Linked DNA regions of Mus musculus: regions 2, 3 and 4 are each linked to region 1. Evidence: chromatin contacts called from public Hi-C, HiChIP or PLAC-seq and promoter capture Hi-C data. All regions are on one chromosome and are shown on one strand. Each heading gives the region's core, a stretch centred on a gene start, on an enhancer-like site or on the middle of the called end of the contact. The rest is flanking DNA. Distances are from core to core; before and after follow the strand shown.

Evidence for each region. Promoter capture Hi-C pulls out the DNA fragments that hold promoters and counts their contacts. A called contact is a pair of places that touch in the nucleus more often than the background predicts. HiChIP or PLAC-seq counts read pairs in DNA pulled down with a chosen protein or histone mark.
Region 2: a contact with region 1 is called in a promoter capture Hi-C map of erythroid cells, with 7 times the contacts expected there. The contact joins the promoter of Rnft1 here to the promoter of Dhx40 in region 1. A contact is called at or near these places in 3 of 39 promoter capture datasets (erythroid cells, hippocampal neurons and pre-B cells), 1 of 15 datasets of contacts at CTCF or cohesin (the NIH/3T3 cell line) and 1 of 9 other capture datasets (liver).
Region 3: an H3K27ac HiChIP or PLAC-seq map of microglia shows a contact between it and region 1, with 8 times the contacts expected there. The contact joins the promoter of Gdpd1 here to the promoter of Dhx40 in region 1. A contact is called at or near these places in 9 of 39 promoter capture datasets (the 3T3-L1 cell line, the C10 cell line, cranial neural crest and 6 more), 1 of 15 datasets of contacts at CTCF or cohesin (the NIH/3T3 cell line), 4 of 484 Hi-C or Micro-C datasets (bone marrow-derived macrophages, embryonic stem cells, nephron progenitors and 1 more), 14 of 115 datasets of contacts at active chromatin or transcription factors (the SCID.adh cell line, astrocytes, bone marrow-derived macrophages and 9 more) and 4 of 9 other capture datasets (adipose tissue, liver, macrophages and 1 more).
Region 4: a contact with region 1 is called in a Hi-C map of cerebral cortex, with 2.4 times the contacts expected there. The contact joins the promoter of Trim37 here to the promoter of Dhx40 in region 1. A contact is called at or near these places in 1 of 39 promoter capture datasets (hippocampal neurons), 1 of 484 Hi-C or Micro-C datasets (cerebral cortex), 2 of 115 datasets of contacts at active chromatin or transcription factors (astrocytes and embryonic stem cells) and 1 of 9 other capture datasets (adipose tissue).

Annotation. Positions count from the first base shown.
Region 1 is chr11:86,805,926-86,809,200 of GRCm38.p6, reverse strand. Dhx40 (DEAH (Asp-Glu-Ala-His) box polypeptide 40) reads left to right here and starts at 1,541. Exons shown (of 18, transcript NM_026191.2): 1 at 1,541-1,763; 2 at 2,574-2,741. The coding sequence starts at 1,652.
Region 2 is chr11:86,483,298-86,486,656 of GRCm38.p6, reverse strand. It overlaps Rnft1 (ring finger protein, transmembrane 1), which reads right to left and starts at 2,000. Exons shown (of 9, transcript NM_029788.5): 1 at 1,858-2,000; 2 at 152-596; 3 at 1. The coding sequence starts at 545.
Region 3 is chr11:87,072,636-87,076,063 of GRCm38.p6, reverse strand. Gdpd1 (glycerophosphodiester phosphodiesterase domain containing 1) reads left to right here and starts at 1,927. Exons shown (of 10, transcript NM_025638.2): 1 at 1,927-2,228. The coding sequence starts at 2,087.
Region 4 is chr11:87,125,392-87,128,755 of GRCm38.p6, reverse strand. It overlaps Trim37 (tripartite motif-containing 37), which reads right to left and starts at 1,681. Exons shown (of 24, transcript NM_197987.2): 1 at 1,262-1,681. The coding sequence starts at 1,282.

The sequences.
Region 1 (3,275 bases), core at 292-2,791:
TTTGAATTACTAATAGAAATCGAAAGGTTCAGAGATGGTTTTAATGTTTTGGAGAAATCTAAAATGTTCTCCTGTCACTAGGGCTATTGCCTCAGCCGTTAGAAAGTTACACCTGACTTGCTATCATTCAAATTCTGATAAACTTGCATTAAAGGAGTTGTTGATCAGTTACGTTGAAAAGGAGTTGATACATGTACGTTTTAAAGCAAAGTCTTGGATTCTTGTAACATCTTACATCTTTTCTAGTTTGGTCTTGGGTTGATAAGTGAATGGTAGTTTTATGTTGCCTTCCTATAAACCATGATTAATTTTAACAGCAGGAACTACTGAAAAGTGCAAGAAGCAAATGGACAAGGTCACATATATCTGTAATTTAGCACTTGGGTAGCTGAGGCTGGAAGATCATGAGTTCTAGGGTATCCTGGGCTACATAGTGATTTAAGTGTAAGAAGCAGGTTTCTTCACATTTTTTCATAATTAACTCAACTCAGAAAATCAGCTGGCATTATCACTGAAGGACTAGTCCAAGAACCCCCCTCCTTCCCTCCCTCCCTTTTCCCCTCTTCCCCCCCTCCCTCCTTCCTTCTCTTTTCCTCTCCCTTCTTTCTCCCTCTCCCCTTTATTCACCTCCTCTTCTGAGACAGAGTCTCATTCTCAGAATTATCCTGGTGGTAACCCGGAACTCACAGCAACTCTTTTGCCTCTGCCTCGCAAGTGTTAGGACCACACTCAGCTTTGATAAAGTACTGGGTATTGAATCCCAGGGTCTCTCATATCGTAGATAAGTATTCTACCACTGAACTGTACACCAAGTCCCCAACATACCTTTAAAAATAAGTAAACCACACCACCTCAGATAATGTGTATCTGTAGAATTTTCAGCAGTTGTGTTTTCTAAGGAACGTACTTCCACTAAAAGTCAACTTATTTTAAAACAGATGTTAACCCTGTCTCGAAAAAAACAAAAAAAATCAACCAACAACCCAGATGTTATTCATTCATCTATCCTCAACAAACCCTATTGTCCACCTCAAATCACTGCTCCCTGCTGGGTGTACAATATATAGTGTTCCGGAAGTCTGGATCATGTGTGTCTTCCCAGCTTCTTGGAGGGTATGGAAAATATGCAAATAAATGTAAATGAAGGGTTCCATGAAGGAAGTGAAACAGCATGGGAATCTAAGTTTTGAAAACTACAGAACTACAAGTTGGACCGCACTATGTGTCTTGATAGGACGATAGGGAAGTGAGTTGCCCAAGGTCACACTGTAGGATGGCTTCGGCTCCTGGGAAAGGGTCATTCAACTGGTATCTGGAGATAGGCAAGACTTGTGGGGATGCTGTGGTGACTAAGGGCCACACTGGACAAACTGTGACCTGGCCCTCAGGTGTTCAGGTGTGACTTCGCGGGTGGCGGAGGCACGTGGCGATGGGCGGGACTCCTTGGGGGTGGTGCCTCGGGGCCCCCAGGAGCGCGGGCCCGTGCGCGTCCAAGCAGAGGCCGCCACGTCATCGAGCCGCTCCCCCACCCCTCTCAGCCAGTCGCACGCGCGGAAGTAAACACCCCTACGTCATCAGGGCGCGTCCTCGCCTTTCCCCTCCCATCTCCTCGGCTCCGTGGACGTGTTCGCTTCTTCTCCGGACCGGGTCTATGTCCCGGTTTCCCGCCGTCGCGGGCAGGGCGCCAAGGCGGCAGGAGGAAGGCGAGCGGCCAATAGAGCTCCAGGAAGAGCGGCCGTCAGCTGTTCGCATCGCTGACAGAGGTACGGTCCGCGGGACGCTGTGGCACCCGGAGGGAGTTATTTGCGGGGCGAAAAGTACATCTGTGGGCGGCAGAGGAGGTGGGAAGGGAGCTTAGACGTTCTTTTGGTCTTTTAAGCCAGACGACGAACTTTGCGTCCAGTGAGCACTTTGGCTTAGAAGGGGGCGGTCCCAAACCCAAGTTGGGTGAGAACCTCTCTGGGGGGCAAGAAAGTGGACCCGAACGCCCAAATGCCTTCTGCTGTTCTACAGCCTCATAAAGCCTTTGTTCTCTACCCGTTCATCCCCCTCCCCTTCGTCGGGCCGCCAGCCTGCCTTTGGGTACGGTATGAAGGGAGCCCGTTTCCAGGAGCCAGTTTCCATGGTTACCCACCACTTGGCCTTCTGGGATATCAGTCACTCTGAACAGGGACCTAACTTGAACTGTGAATCAGAAGCAAATACAGGTGGCTTCTTCTTCTTCTCAGAGTTGTTCTGCTGTGCTCAGGTTGTTGATCTATTGTTTAATAAAATTGAGTTTAGTTTTTCCAGGTAGGTATGCATACATACACGTTGTCTTGTGCTTGACTGACTTTGTCAAGTACGGCGAGTTACACATCAACAATGTTGAAGTTGTTTGATTTTACCAAAAAAAGTTATTCTGAGTTTATAAACTTTCACGTGTGATTTGTACATGGTTGACGTAACTGAAAAGTCATAGATTGATCTTTCCCGTTGTGCGATTCCTGTGCATTCTTCTTTCAGGTCTGAGCCATTGTCAGAGAGCTCTTCTCAGGTGTTTTCATTGCACAATTGTTTTTGTGTTGTTACAGAAGAGAAAGGATGCACATCACAGGAGGGAGGAACAACTCCAACGTTTCCTATTCAGAAACAAAGAAAAAAGCTCATTCAAGCTGTGAGGGACAACTCGTTCCTCATCGTTACTGGAAATACAGGAAGTGGTAAAACAACTCAACTCCCTAAATACCTTTATGAAGCAGGTAATTTTATTCTTGGATAAAGCTGGAAGCACTAAAGAGAGAAATTCTTTAAATTTTAATGAAAGTACTGTAGTGTGCAAATGCCCATTGCTGCGTTGCTTTGTCAGATCCTTAGCCTCCCTATGTCTCCTTGGCTTTCTGGATTTATTTCAGGCTCCGGAATTGTTGGGGTGACATATTAAACTACAATGATAATAATAATAATAATAGAAGAAGAAGAAGAAGGCTGATTGTGGTGGTGCACACTTTTAATCCCAGCACTTGGTAGGCAGAGTCAGGAGCATCTCTGAGTTGTAAGGCTAGCATGGTTTACATATTAAGTTCCAGGCCAGCTATGGTTATATGATAAGAAGGAAAAATAAAAGGATGTTAATTTTCTCTTTTAGGATAAGGTTATCTCATTAGCCAGTGAGAACTGAAACAATTGTGAATTGGAAAGGATAGTTGACCTCTGTTGGGGACATATTTTTGTTGGGGGGGTGTTGGTTTTTTTTTTTTTTTTTTTTTTGAGACAGGGTTTCTCAGTGTAGCCCT
Region 2 (3,359 bases), core at 751-3,250, 320 kb after region 1:
CCTGTTAGAAAATAAGTTCTAGTTAATTGAAAGAAAAGAAAAAAAACCAACAAGATTATATATACTGATATAATTTTTAAAAGCTAGCAACCAAAATATGTTAAAATTATTAATAAAATGGGAAACTTAATTCAGCAGTTTTATTTCCTACCTGTTATATGCTGCATAACAAGTTTAATACCCAGAATTAAAATATAAGGAAGACTTTTTTGCAACCACTTGAAGAGATAGCGGAATTCTGAGAAGGAGCCACTTCCATGTTCCCCAGACTCTGTAGCAAAGTCATCAGGTGGTCTTGCTTCACTGTGGGAGTAACTCCGGAAACGACCATGCACACATCCATGGGCACAAGTACAGACGCCTGACCTGGGATTTCTAGAGCTTGGATTTTCAGAATATTCTTTTGGTCCGGAGTTTATTTGGATATGTACATCCCCAGGGTGAAGGGAACCTTCTGTTGATCTTGAATGACCACACGGGGAGGCTGCAGCATCTTCATGTGCAGTGCCCGGAGGATCATGCAGTTGGTTACAGCTGGCTTGCATGGCCCTTGAGTATTTTCTCTCTAAAATGTCTTTGCTTCAGGACTCTTTCTCCTTAAAAGTAAAATCAAAGAGCAGAAAGCATTCTAAGTTAATCACAAGCAGTGCATCGGTTCATTAGGTGTCCTTTGTTCACTAAAGGGGCAGTTGACAGTCACAGACAAGTTTCAGGTCCTTCAATCTTTGCAACTGTCAAAGCTCTGCTGCCCTGCCCCACTCCAACCTCGAAGTCCAACTTGGCAAACCAAGAGTTTTGAACCAGGGGCTACTTAAAGTACAAAGCACTGCAGATGTCTTGATTTTTCAAATGTGCCAAAAGACATCAGCAAAGAGTCAAAGGGGTGCCCAGCAGATACCACAGTGAATAGCAGCACTAATGCTGAATAAGTTGGCTCATGTACTCTGAGGCAGAGTCCACATCAGGAAGTTTGCTAAGGGTGGGTGAGATGGCTGGGTAAGTCAAGACCTTTAATTTGAGTTAAATCCCCTAAACTCATATGGTGGAAGCAATGAACTGACTCCCACAAGTCCTCTGACACACACACTAAATAAATACAATAGATTTTTTTTTACAGATTCATTAATGTTTAGAAGGAAAAAAATCAGTGCCTTAATTAAGCATCAACAAAGATAATAAACACTTCATTTTATGCTGAAACAGCTTCCACAAAGCTAATAAGGTTTTCAGTAATTAATGGTGCCACCGAGAATATTGCTTCTCCTTCCAAAAGAATGTTAGTCAAATGCCTTTGAAAGAGGACCCTTAGGGGGAGTCATCACGTAATTGCTAAGTGATGCTTTAGTCTAAATAAGGAGTTAGCCTCCCGAATAAAAATGCCACCATCGGCTTGGTTAGGGGTGTCAGAAGAGAGGCTGTGGGCAGGGCAAGATCCCTACGTGATCCAGTGTGGATCTCGGACCAGGGTGCCAGAATCGTGCTGTCGCCCGACGAAACGCAGAGCCCACCGCCGGGCCTCTCCCGTTTCCCCCGCGATGGAGCTAGCTGCGGCGGAGGCTGGCTGGCTGAAACCGTGCAGTTACTGTGTGACGTTTCGAAGAGGCTCGGAAGCCACAGCGGCTCTATCGCCTCACTCTCTGAAGAGCGACTTGGGACAGGACAGTTTGTGTCTCTGCTATTAAAAAAGAAACACAAAACCTGCCCTCCTTCATACATAAACAAGAAAAGGGGAAAGGGAGAAAGAAAAGTCAACGCCAACTCTTCCGGAATCCGCGAGGACAGAGTTCTCCACCCACGTCCGAGCTTCGGCTCTTCTCCCCGGAAACCCTCCGCCTCACCCCCTTCCCCAGGCCTGACCTCTCATGACCAGGAGCGGGCGGCCTCGGCAGCCACAATACCAACAGCCCGACACGCGGCCGCAAGCCCTTCTCGCCAAGCCTTCAGCCTCGGACGCCACCAGCAGCGCTCGGCCTGGCCCCGCGGCGGCGCGCGCGCTCCCTAGACGTCGTCACGCGCGGCCCGCCTTCGCCGGGCCACGCCCTCGCCCAGTGGAAGAAGGAGCCTCTAGGCCCCGCCCCGCGCTCATCCCGGCCCCGCCCTTCCCAGCAGAGAAGGGAACCTTTAGGCCCTGTCCCGAGTCCCTAGCCCCGCCTTCACTGGGAGGAGGAGGAGGAGGGCGCATCTAGGCCCCGCCCTGAACATCGTAGACCCGCCCTGTCGCCCTGTGGCCCTGTTGGTGATGTTATACGAGTGGCGTAGTGGCGGACGTGTGTGCTAATTAAGTCTGCGTGGCTGTCACGTCTTGCGTGTATTAGTGATCAGTCACACGCTTCGGAGTCCTTCAGTACTTGAGGTTGAAAATGGGTAGGTCCAGGAACCTGCTCGGCAGCGGGCTGCGTACCGGGAGCCGCGATCTGGCTTCCGGCTGCGTGTTGCTAGCTACGCCAGACCCGCTGGGCTGCCTGGGCAGAGAGGTTGTGTGACCTGGATTCGGGTTCCAAGCCTGAAGTTGAACAGTGTGCCCTAGTTCGTGCCAGAACCGGGTGCCAGAACTGGATATCAGACGCGCCAGGAAGTTTGTGAGGCCCTGGAAGTAGATTTAGAAAACCCCGTGTTGGCGAGCAGGGAACTCGACTTCTAAAATAAAGGCTACTAAAGGGGAAAAAAGATACTACAAGGAAAAAAAAAAAAAACACAGTTCTGGAAAATCTAGGACATCATATGTATAACAGGATTCCTATGATTCTTGAAATTAAGTATTTCATCGGAGGCTGACGTGACTAGGCAAAAGTCTGGCGTTTTGCACACACTTGGCTTTTTGCAGAGACACTTCTGAGTTACGTGTCCAGTAATTTTGTCTTTCTACCTGACTTAAACCTTTCAAATACCTTGTCAAAATCTCCTTAGCCATGAAATTTTGTCTTCCTTTCATAGTAGTATAACTGAATCTACTGGTTTTAGCCTCAGCCCTTCATTCATCTTGAGACTATTCTTAAATTTCTCTCAAGTCAAAAAGCACTTTAAAAAATCCCAATGCTCTTTTGGATCTGCTTCTCTCTGTGACCAGCACATTAGCACTCTCTTTTTTTAAGACTTGGTCCCAAGTAGAACAGGCCTATTTGTGCCTGTGCGTGATGGTGACAGGTAGTGCCTGAACTGGTACGACAGAGGACACTTTTGGGAAATTTTCTCTCCTACCTTTATTTGGGTTCCAGGGAGCCAACTGAGACTGCAAATTTTGTGCACAGCAGAGATCCTATGTGAGTAGTTTTATTTTAAACTAAAATGAACGTATGATAAGCATTAGTGGCTCATGATTGTAATCCTAGAATTTTGAAGACTAAGACAGAAAGATGCTG
Region 3 (3,428 bases), core at 678-3,177, 270 kb before region 1:
GTAGGATTTGCTGAAGGAGGCAGAGGCAGGAGGATCACAAGTTTGAGCCTGGGCTGCTACACATTTAAAAAAAAGAAAAGAAAAAAGTGCTTTTAACTGGTTGAGCCATCTTTCCAGCCTCTGGCCTAAGACTCAATACTCCTTCCTCAGCCTTAGTATTACAGATGTGTGCTAACAAAGAAACTTTGAGCACTAGGCATTGAACTCAGATCTCAAGTATACCACTGAGTTACATCCCCACTCTTGTTTGTTCTTAATATTTGAAAACAGTAACTAGCTTGAATTCATTCTGTAACCCAGGCAGACCTAGATTTTACAATCCTACTGCCTCAACCTCCAGAGTTGCTGGGATTACAGACCTGTACCCTCAGGCCTGACTTAAATGTTCTTTAATTAAATACCTATTCTATGAAATAATTTGCTAAATCTCACCAATCTATAGTAACTTTCCCCAGCATATGACAATCACCAATTGTGATTATGCTATCAATTAGATAAGTGCAAAATAAGTTGAGACCCAATGTAGTGTATTGTAATTGATCCTATTTTCCCAGATACATTTAAAATAGTGTCCTGACAGGATTAGATATTTTAGTCCCAATGTTTGTGAAATAGAGTGTTTACCACCTTTCCAAAAGCTGCCACTTGACCCAGCAAGATGGCTTAGTGGGAAAAGGAGCTGCCACCTTAGGTCTCCTTAGGTTGTCCTCTGCCTTTACACGTGCACACACATACACTACACAGGAAATAAGTAAATGCATAAAAAATAAATAAACGAGATAGGATCGGGTGCAGCAACCCTTGCCTGCAGTTCCAGCTAATGAGCTGGATGAAACCAAAAGACTGCTTCACCCTTAGGAGTTTGAAGCCAGCCGGAGCTCAATACTGTGAGTCTGCCTGTTGTTGCAATTGTCCTGGGACTCAAACCCCTGGCCTTAAGGGAAGGCAGACGCAAGTGGATCTCTAGCCCTATTGTCATAGCGAGTTCCAGATCAGCCTCGGTACATAGTGAGACCCAGTCTCTAAGGGGGGGGGGGGCCGGGGGGGAGGAGACAGGAAGGGAGGGAGAGAGAACGGAGAGAGGAAGGGAGAGAGGAGAAAAGGGAAAGAAAAGAATCCCAATACTTAGAAGGCAGAGGCAAACTGGTCTCTGTGAATCAAGAGGCCAGCACACAGTCAACACAGTGAGACACCCTGTCTCAATAAACAAATCCAAACCTTGAATGTGCTTGGAAAGTGCTTTACAACTGAGCCACAGCCACAGCCTTTGTGGCTAATTACTTTGCATAAAATACGATCCACAGCTGGGCTTGCCTACCATCCCAACACTCTGGAGGCTGAGGTAGAAGAACCTGAAGTCGAAGACTCTATCCTCTGGTATATAGTGAATTCAAGCCCGGACTGGGCTAAGTAGATCCTATCTCACAAAACCAAGACCCTGCCCCCATAAAACGTGGTTCCTACTGTATTTCTAGTTTGTAAGGTAGGAGATGAAAAAGAAAAATGGAAAAGTTAGTTGCCAGTCTTTATAGGAAAGGACTTAGTGGTCAGTTTCTTTATTCATGTTTATTTTGTACTGGGGCTTGAATCCCGTACGATCTAACCAACTAGGCTACGAGTTCGAGGTATCAGTAACAATTCTTCGCTTTTCCCACAGAAAGGACTAGGACCTGGCCTGGAATCCTCCTTTGATGCACATTTCCCAGTTACGTCAGATTTTCCCCGAAGGCTATCCTGGCTTGAGAGCGTTTTCGGCTTAGGGACTGCCCAAACAAATCCAAACAAATAAAACCACTGGCAAGTTTCCAACCTCTTGCCTCGGGGTCTTCTTCGAAGCACCTGCGCGTGGGACCACAGCTGCCAGACGCCCAACGCTCCGCGCCGTAGCGCGCCTGCGTATCTGAGCCCCTTTGTTGCTCGGGCGCTGGGGTCGGGCTGCGCCTGCGTGCTGAGTCCGCACGAACAAGTGCGCTACGCCGAGGGCACCGGCTGAGGGCGAGCAGACCTCGAGCAGCTGCCGGCGCTGCGGCCGTTGCTACCATCACAGCACAGTCGGGGTCTCAGGCCCAGAAGGCGGTGACCGAGGATGTCGTCCACCGCGGCTTTTTGCCTTCTCTCTACTCTGGGGGGATATTTGGTCACCTCGTTCTTGTTGCTTAAATACCCAGCGTTGCTGCACCAGAGAAAGAAACAGCGATTCCTCAGTAGGCACATCTCTCACCGCGGAGGTGAGAGGGGTCCCCAGAACCCGATGGCGGGGATGGGGGAGGCTTCCTAGCAGGAGGTAGAGGATGGGGATTCTGGAGAGGCTGACGAAGAATGGGCTCCTGGAACTGGAGGGCTTCCTCAGATGAGTGGTCCGGAGGGGAGGGAAGGAAAGGGGTCTCGTGTCCCAGTCCTGGTGGGCGTCTCTGGGGAGCTAGGGTGACAGGGCTTCTGTGAGGAGGAGAAGCGCAGGATGAGAGACAGAAGTGGGGCGTTCCTCGGCCGATGGAGGGATGATCGGGAGGTCCCTTCTTGGCAGCCTGGCACAAAGCCGGTGCAGATCCAGGAGACACCCGCAGGGGGAAGTAGGAACGGACAGACTGCTTGGAATAGGCTGGTGGCTGAGTCCGTGGGGAAGAGCTTGGGCTCCGGCAGAGCTGAGGATCTGCGAGTACCTGGAGCGAGAGCTGAGGAGTCTGCGATGCCACGCTCCACGCGTTTGTAATTGAGCTCTGGAGAGAAATGTCTCCAAACCAGGGACATTTTCCAAGGTCACAGAGTGTGGACTGAAGTGGCACAAGCAACTTGGAGAGTTCTGGTTCTAAGGATTCCAAAACCTAGCACCTGGGTTGTTGTTTTACTTTGATTTTTGAACATTACCCCAGCAATGGTTGGTGGGCTTCTAAAAGACTAAAATATTTAGCTTATGATCAGTCAGTATTTTTTTAAAGATGTTTCTCTTGCAAAAGTATATTGCTTTTATACAATATCAAGTATATAAGGGTTGAAGCGAGTCCGCTCCGCCTTCTAATTTACTATAACAGGCCACATCTTTGCTTCTTCACTGCTGTTCAATAATGTGGCTTCAGGACATTTCAATTTTTTTTTTTTTATAAGTAATAGTTTTAATTTTTTTTTTAAAGATTTATTTATTTATTATATGTAAGTACACTGTAGCTGTCTTCAGACACTCCAGAAGAGGGAATCAGATCTCTTTACAGATGGTTGTGAGCCACCATGTGGTTGCTGGGATTTGAACTCTGGACCTTCGGAAGAGCAGTCGGGTGCTCTTACCCACTGAGCCATCTCACCAGCCCAGGACATTTCAATCTTAAGGTATAAATTATGAAAATTTTCGGTCACTTTAAACTTTTCTTTAGGGTGAATATAGCACCGGGTTAAAATTGCCTGAAATGTATCATACAATGGTAAACTCTATAGTT
Region 4 (3,364 bases), core at 432-2,931, 320 kb before region 1:
TTTAAGAGACAGTTTCACTATGTAGCTCAGGCCAGCCTGAAACACCTTGTGCTCACTATCTTGGCCTAGAAATCAGAGATCTGCCTGCTTCTGCTTCCCAAGGGCTGGGATTAAAGTATGCATCACTGAGTCCAGACATGAGCAAATTTTTAAGAAGATATACTGGAACGGGCAAGGTGGCTCAGCATTGCCAAAGGCTCCTACCACCAAACCTGAAGACCTGACTTCTATCCCAGGAATCCCACATGGTAAAAGGAGAAGCAACTCCAAGTTGTCCTGACCTCCACGCCGGCACATCAATGCACACCCATGCACACACTAAATAAACAAACATTTGTAAAGATATCGTGATTAGAGGCAAACTAATTCAGAATCTGAATTTCTGTCCTGATGTAATCAACTAATTATGTGAGCCTGAAAATCTGCAGCCACTATAAATGCGAGTGTCCCTATTGACATTAAGTTAATAACTAAAAAAAAATTGAAAACAGGGAAGTTTACCCACGTCTATTTTTACTCCATTCCAGAAAAATTAAACCCTCCTAAAACCAAGAAAAGTTTACAAAACCTTCACACAACTTTCACAAGAGCAATTAAGTAGAAAATTACTGATGGTCATAACTGCAAGACCAGGTCCTGAGAGATGCGGACTCTTAACTGGCTTTGGGAAGACAATAAAACCATGGGGGTGAACTGGGTTAATCTCAAGAGCAATGCTCAGTAAGTTATCCCTTATTTTTAAAAAGCAAAAATCATGTAGTACTTTAGTCTCTGAACGGTTCACGCCCCCCAGCCCCCAAGCAATCGTTTTGATGATTCTAGCCTTTATGGAAATACCCCAATCATGAAATCATCTTACAAGAATCAATGCTGGAAACTACTAGTCTTTAAGTCAGTCGAGTGTGAGAGAGGTGTGTGTGTCCTACAAAATGAACCGCTGAGGGTGAAAAAAATGTTTAATCATGCAGAGCAAGTCGTGGCGAGAAAGCAGGGCAAGTCCTTCCGATGAATTTGCAATTTTGCTCTAGAAAGGCTCAGCCTGCAAACAGCGACGAGAGCAGGTGCCAAGGCATCGCTGGAGCTCCGCAGCACCTGACTGCGGAACAGATTCAGCACCGGGCATGCTGAGGGCTGGAAGCACTACCGCCGGGCCAGCCTCCCTCTCCGCGACTCGCAGAGGCTGCCTCCCACAGGGAGGGCGAGCGCATGGGGCCCCGGATAGAAAAGGAGCCCAGCCGCCACCCTCCGTGATGCCCCTCACCTCCACACTCTGCTCATCCATTGCCTCCGGCTCTCGGCGGGGCCCTCGGCGACCCTCGGAGTCCGTGTCTGCGCTGTCAGGCGCCGGCCCGAGGTCGCCAGGTCAGCTGCGCTCACCTCAGCAGGCTCCCACAACAGTGCCACCTCCGCGCCCCATCCCGTCGGGTTCCCCACCGGCTACCCCGCATTTCGCCATTTTTTTTTATCCGCGCGCCAGCCCTGGGGCGGAGAGGGAAGGGCTAGCGGTAGCCGCAACGCCTTCCTCCCGCCTCAGCAGCTGGCCTGCGTCCGCGTGGGAGCCCTGGCCCACGTGACGCCGGCGCGCGCGTGTGAAAACCGCCGCGGGGCCCGTCCGGGGCGGAACAGGCGCCACAGAGAATTCGCAAACACCAACGGTAACCAGGGCAGCTAGAGGCGCGGCAACGGGGCGGACGCGATGCGCACGCGCACTCGGCGTTGCGGGAGGGGAGGGGAGGGGCGGGGCGGAGCGGGGCGGGAGGAGAGGCGGGCGCCCGGTTCCCGCGGTGCGCGCAGCACACGAGACTTGGAGAGGCGGTGCCGCGGGGAGGCGTGTCGGGCGTCGGCGCGGTGCCCTTCGCCTCGCAGATTTTACCGCCAGTGATGTAGGCTCCTTGGTGCGTCCTAATTGGAAGAAGCCACGCTCCCGAGTATTAGGAAGGGACGGAGAGTCTTATTTGCGTTCCCATTGTTTGTGGGTCACCTAAGGAGACCCTGGAGCCGGGAACTCTTGCTTGGTTAGTGTTTGCTTTCCGCCTCTGGGAGGAAACGCAGACTTTAAGCTTTAAAAAAAAAAAAAAAAAAAAAAAAACTTAGTCCCCCTCCATAGTAAATGCATTTGAAAGCTCCAATTGTAATGGACCGGCGATTTCTCTTGACCTGTTATTTTGAGACAAGGTTTCTTTAGTTCATGATAGACTGGACGTATAGTGAAGTCTCCAAGCTTCCTGGAAGTAAGGATTGCAGGGGAGAGGTACCACGTCTTCTCATTTTGGTGAGACAATTGGATCCACATCCCACCGACTAAGGCTTTCTTGCAGCTTGAGTTGTTTTTGCTATGGGGACTAACAAAGAGTCTAGGGAATCGCTTCTAAATTCCTTCCAGAAGAGACCAGTTAGGGTGCAGAAATTGAGGGTATGTGAGACAAAAGGCGTTGGTCAAATACTTAAATCTTAATTCTTCTCTTAAGCTTATTACAAAGTTATTTATGAACCCAATCCAGAGAATTGATAATCTAGAAAGAATCTTTTCGTTACTAGCAACATTTTTTAAAAATTATATGAACTATAAACAAGATTTATGGAGGTAGGACGGATGGCCCAGAGGTTAAGAATACTTGCTACTCCGGGGGAGGACCACTCTCTAACCCTGCCTTTGGTCTCCAGCCTATACTCCAACTCCATTCTGCCCACCTAAAACACCCACACTCACATGCACATATATTAATATAACCCAAAATAATCTACACACACATAATTTAATTAAGTAGAGATAGAATATGCTTTCACAAGCTGGGCATGGTGGAGCACTCGTTTAGTCCCAGCATTTGGGGGACAGAGGCAGGTGGAGTTCCAGGACAATCAGGGATACACAATGACACCGTGTATTGAAAAACCAAAAGCAAAAAAGGCTTTCATTTCAAACCACTTATGGTCTTTGAACTAGATGCAGGCTGATAGTTGCAGAATAATTTTACTAACGTGTCCTGAATTGTACCTTTTTGCTGATGTTCCCATGTCACCTGCACTGACCTAGAACTTGCTATAAAGCATATGCCAGCCTTCAACTCCCTCCTTAGCCTCTTCAGTGCTAGGATATACATAGGTATGCCACCACATTCTATTTACACTTTAAAATTTAATCTATACCTAAAAATTTGTGGAGGCCGGGTGTGGTGGTACATGTCTTTAGCTTTTAATCATAGCCTTTCATGACCAGGCAGAAACCATCTCCAGAATAGCCTGGTCTACTTAGTGAGTTCAAAGCCAGCCTGGGCTAAGTCGCCAGACTAAAAAAACAATCAAAAGTTTGTGGGAAATATTATGGCATTTGGAATTCTCAACAATATGGAGAAACCTTTGCCCT